2 separate regions of the Zea mays genome follow, and region 2 is linked to region 1. Evidence: chromatin contacts called from public Hi-C data. All regions are on one chromosome and are shown on one strand. Each heading gives the region's core, a stretch centred on a gene start, on an enhancer-like site or on the middle of the called end of the contact. The rest is flanking DNA. Distances are from core to core; before and after follow the strand shown.

What was found. Hi-C and Micro-C count contacts between places; a contact is called where the count stands out from the background.
Region 2: a Hi-C map of ear shows a contact between it and region 1, with 4 times the contacts expected there. The contact joins the enhancer-like site here to the promoter of LOC100279138 in region 1. A contact is called at or near these places in 3 of 25 Hi-C or Micro-C datasets (ear, leaf and tassel).

What each region holds. Positions count from the first base shown.
Region 1 is chr9:108,721,892-108,724,543 of Zm-B73-REFERENCE-NAM-5.0, reverse strand. It overlaps LOC100279138, which reads right to left and starts at 1,343. Exons shown (of 1, transcript NM_001364560.1): 1 at 748-1,343. The coding sequence starts at 1,272. The coding sequence ends at 1,063. LOC100283261 (MRS2-10) reads right to left here. Exons shown (of 5, transcript NM_001156163.1): 3 at 2,575-2,652; 4 at 2,422-2,469; 5 at 1,852-2,313. The coding sequence ends at 2,083. It overlaps LOC100383626, which reads left to right. Exons shown (of 7, transcript NM_001176274.1): 7 at 1-706. The coding sequence ends at 433.
Region 2 is chr9:108,939,287-108,941,938 of Zm-B73-REFERENCE-NAM-5.0, reverse strand. No RefSeq gene overlaps it. Among protein-coding and RNA genes, the nearest start is that of LOC103638824, 21 kb to the right of the region's middle. Within about 2 kb of position 1,323, at least 16 of the 20 cell types and tissues checked have an H3K27ac peak or open chromatin away from gene starts, as enhancers often do. A contact at or near this core is called in ear, leaf and tassel, where this site is marked.

The DNA of each region.
Region 1 (2,652 bases), core at 94-2,593:
GGTCGTCTCGGTGCTGATCGGAGGCATCCTGCCCTTCGGCGCAGTGTTCATCGAGCTCTTCTTCATCCTGACATCGATCTGGCTGCACCAGTTCTACTACATCTTTGGGTTTCTGTTCCTGGTCTTTGTCATCCTTATCCTGACCTGTGCAGAGATCGCCATCGTGCTCTGCTACTTCCAGCTCTGCGGCGAGGACTACCAGTGGTGGTGGAGATCCTACCTGACGTCTGGCTCGTCAGCGCTGTACCTCTTCCTCTACGCCACGTTCTACTTCTTCACCAAGCTGGAAATAACGAAGACCGTCTCCGGCGTCCTATACTTTGGCTACATGCTCATTGCCTCCTACGCCTTCTTTGTGCTCACCGGCACCATTGGCTTCTACGCCTGCTTCTGGTTCACCAGGCTCATCTACTCTTCGGTTAAGATCGACTAGAGAGTAACAGCTGCAACACTGCTCCGTGGGTTTTCGAAATCAGAGATCAAGAGAGAATACTAGGTAACGAACCATCAGAATTTGAGAGGGTAGTGTGCGTTATTTTTATAAGGTGGAACTTCAAACGTAGGGTGCTTATTCAGTGCTTTAGGGTTTTTACAGTTTGATTCTGGAACACTAAGTCAGTTTACTTCGAAGTCAGTATTTTCAGTGTGTATCCCTTACAGAAGAGGTGTCTGATGGTATAATTCAACTACTTAACAATTTAACCATATGTTATGTTTGGTGAAATTATGATGGTATTAGCAGTTTGATTCAGCAACATTAAATGTATAAATTAGTGTACTGGCCACACCCCACACAACAAGTTTCGGTTACAGATGCTACAATGAAACGAGCTTAACATTTGAACCACATATCTTCCGTGGTTCTAATAATTAAATCACAAGGGAGGCTACTTATTCAGTAAGAAAATTGGCATGTTATACATACATGGATAACAAGATAGTAGCACTCGAGGTTTTTGCACATATGGAACACATACATAACACCCGCCAAAGAGCCTAATCCTATCTTATTTTCGGAACATCTCGGTAAGCTAGCTAATCGACGATCTCCACGGGCCTTTTCTAAGCTCGGCTGGCCTGCTGGTCGCGCCCGTTCTTCTTGCTCCCGAACATGACGTAGCTGAGGCCGCCAACGACGATGAGGCCGCCGACCGCCAGCGTCGTTGGGCTGTAGCGCCGTAGAGGGCTCGACGGATGCGCCGATGCCGACCCCGCGCGCTTGAGCGGGTCTTCTGCCATGGACGCCCACGCGTACATCTTCTCCGGCCACATCACGCACACACGGTGCTCCTTTCTGGATTCTGATGATGGCTACCTCCACTACACGGACTAGGAAGCTCTGTGTCCTGTCCTGCTCCGTGCCGAAGCAGCTTTATGGTGGTAGCAGGTTAAGCGGCAAGAGGACACGCATGGAGTTCGCGTGCAAGCGTGACATCGTGGCACTGCCACGTGCAGCATCAAGTCAACATCCACGCACTGGTGTTTCTCATGAATGAACTACTCCTCCGTTCTCTATCTTAAAGTCACTTAACGAAAGTATTTTCTAAGTTAAATACTTTTAACTTTAACCGTTAGTAGCAAAATATTCATTAATATTACTGAATAAAAATGAAACTATTAGATTTATTATTAAAACATCTATCACAATATATATATTTTCTAATTTAAAAATAATTATTTTTATAAATATTATTAGTCAAAGTTTTAAAATATTAATTTAAGATAAATCTTCGTGACCTTAACATAAGAAACGGATAGAGTAGCCAGATGGAAGACACTGTTTACTGGGAGCTAGAAGCGTCAGGAACATGTTTTGACGAAATCATCTTATATCCTATCGAGCCACCTGGATGTAGAATTGGTCGGTATTATTTGTATAAACTGTAATATGATTTTCTCTTATACAGCACAGGGATCATGTCAAGAAGGTTACAATTTTCACCCGGATTCTCGGTACTCATGCCGTAAACCTCTAAAAGAATGGTAATTTACATCGGCAGAGGTTCAGGCTTCTGATCAAGTGCCTCTTAACAGGGTTGAAATTGATTCATCGGTCCTATGGGAGGAGGGCATATACATTCTCTACAAAGGCATCAATCTCTTGTACTTGAAGAACCAAAGAAAGGAGCAGAAGATGAAAACGCCGGTCACTGAAGTAATTACAAGGACCCACTGGAATGCATTCTCTATTTCGAAAACTGATGTCTCAAAGTTCATCCCGAATATCCCAGCAACCACTCCGAAAATGGCCACAACAAATGTTGCGGTCGTTAGCAGCAATTCAAACTGGATCAGCTGGTTCCGCACATTGTCCTAGGAACATATGGAAAGTCAAATAAGTTACACAGACCAGCAGTGTGAGAAATGCATAAACTCTGATATTCATATCCCGAATAGAGAGCATAAAATATGCTGGCATACCAGCTGAATGTTGATGAAGTCTTCAGTGTCATCGATGTACTCTTTAAGCTGAAAGAAGGAAAAACAGATCATCAGACCCCTTTCACTCCTATCACATTATTACTACACATAGCATAGCCAGATTTAAGATATGCTGGAGATATGGCTCGGTACCGATGTCAGCTTGTTCAGAGTGCTGTCGATAACAACAAAATAAGCTTCCAGTAACATCTCCAGCTCCTGGATATGCTC
Region 2 (2,652 bases), core at 74-2,573, 220 kb before region 1:
ATGCACCGTGTTGTCTAGAATTTTCTGCATTTGTGGAAGTAACATTAATAACTCGCAAATTACTAAGGATTTTATTAAAGCGTGCAAAGAACACATCTAATGATTCACTAGGTTTCATCTCAAAGTGCATATATTATTTTTTAAACATGTCTTGGTGCACTTATTTTATTGTATTATAAACTTCATGATAATCACATAGTGCTTTTCATACCTCATATGCAAACTTGAGATGCACCACCCGATCAAAGTCACTCCTCCCAAGACCTTGGATGATCATGTTTCTTGCCTTGCTATTGTTATCCACATTCGTTCAGTTAGCTTCATTAACTTGTTAAGGCACCTAAAAAGGGTTAGCAACTTTTTCACGGTACACCCAATCTTGTGCTTGATGTATGCCTCCATCTTTGCCTTCCAAAATTGAAAACCACATCCATCGAAAACACATGGTTTTGTGTAATATCTAAACATAACTATTTAATCTAATCACCGATTAAGATTAATTAGATAATAAACACAGCTCCGATATCACTTGCAGGATCGTATGACGCTAAAATAGGCAATCAGAAAGGCGGTGAATGATTGTGGAAGCTTAAAATTGATTCTCACCTCCTCTTAATCACAAAACCAATCTATACATTTTTCTCAATTTGGACATATTACTGTTATGGTAATAAAACATTTCTGGCTAAAATTCGTAATGCCGATAGATCTCAAAATTTAATAAATAAAATAAAATATGAATCTAACCCAACCAGAATCATGTAGATCGGACTTCCGGATCTACAGTTATAAATAAAACAAGGTCGTTGTTCCAAGTAGTAACGAAAATTAATCTAGACCTAATTTCAGAATTAAGCAATAATTAGAAAAGATCAATCTCCCAAACTTTGTAGATCACTAATTTGTTGCCTTAGTAATGATATAAATGAATCAAAACACCAGTAACAATTGAAAACAAAAATTCAATCTAGAATCAAAATTAAGAACAAAATTAATCAATAAAGAGTGATGAATAATATTACCGTAATAATCTTGCATAATCGACTATTTAATTATCATGATTTGTGTATAAAAGTACTCCTCGAAAGCACCAGAATGTTTCCCATTGATATCTCTAAAAAACCTAGATTAATCTCTTAATAGATCTAATCTAATTGTTTATCTCCTCTAAACCCTCATCTTAGAAATTAGAAAAATCTGATCTCTATTTTTTAAAAGGACTTGAGTCCTAATCCATCCCGGACTCGATTCCATCTAGCTGCGTGGGCTACGCCGCAGCCCCCACCGGGCCGCTACCGCTTCCTCAGCTTGGGCCGCCAACCTCCGCGCGCATTTGGGCCTGGCGCTCCCTGGCCACCAGCCCACCAACTTCCACGAACCGGTAGTACCAGCCAAGTCGCATTCACAGCCACTCAACAAACCTCGCCCATGCCATACATGTGAGGCCACGGCAACCTGCATTTACACGTGAGCTCCTTTCTTTCTTTTTTTAATTTCTTTTCCTTTTCTCTTTTTCACATATTATATATTTCCAATGTATCTAAAATATGACACTTGCGTGCATCTTAGTACTACAGTCGTTCACGTTTATTTTCCAATCTCCAACAGGCTATGTAAACGGCAGTGCAAAGTATACTGTTTTGCGGTGTAGATTACACTATTTGCAGAGTAAAGTTTAAAATCTCTACTAACTATTAAGAACCTACTGTAGACTGCCCCCGCCTACTTATACTAACTATTAAGAACCTACTGTAGACTGCCCCCGCCTCTACCCGCCCGCCCACAAACCACGCAAACCCCGCCGCGACCATGGCGAACCTCAAGCCCGCAAACCTCTCCGTGAATCCCGCCGCGACCGCCTCTTCCGCCGCGAACAGCCTGTGCCTTGCCCGCTGCTACCGAAGCGCTCGCATTCCCGCACGCCCGCCGCAGCGAATCCTGCCGCGAATCTACATGGCTTAGTCGTTCTGATTGGAGAGAAGTGGATTTATGTCCCAGCGAGGGGACAGGGGTGAGGGGCACGCCAGGAGACCCGGCCGGTCCAGCAGCTTCGACATATTTGATTCTGATTGCCCTCTGCTCTTCCTCGCACGATTGGTTGATCTCGCCAGGGTTGATAGGGTTTTGATGAGAACTTTGAATCTTGATTGCAGCATTAGAAAGCCTGGCAATGGCCACGACGGACACCAGAGGGTGGTGAACCAGCCTGACACCACTGGCTTCCAGCCTGCACCAGCGCCTGGCCCCCACCAAACTCCTGCACGCCCGCCACCTGCGCCTCAGAATGCAGCCACCCCCGAACCAGCGCCCGGGCACTGTGCCCCATCGCCGACAGCGCCTGCCAGCACCCGTACAAGCCTAATTCAACACACACCCGCCATTACCGCGATTGCAGATCTCCCAGTTGAGCGTGCGCCATTACCGCGATTGCAGCAGCGAGGGCTTGAGGTTCTCCAGTACCACAACATTTGGTAGGGGGAGGCGCCTACTATTGAACCTCGCAGCCAGACCCCCATCCACGCACCCACAAACGCGCCACCTACCTTTCCTTCAGATTCGCGGTAATGCCTTTGCTATTAAAAGAGTCATTCTAGGCTGGGAGATCTAACACAACTCTCTACCGTTTCATCGTGTGCCTGTTACGTTCAAGGC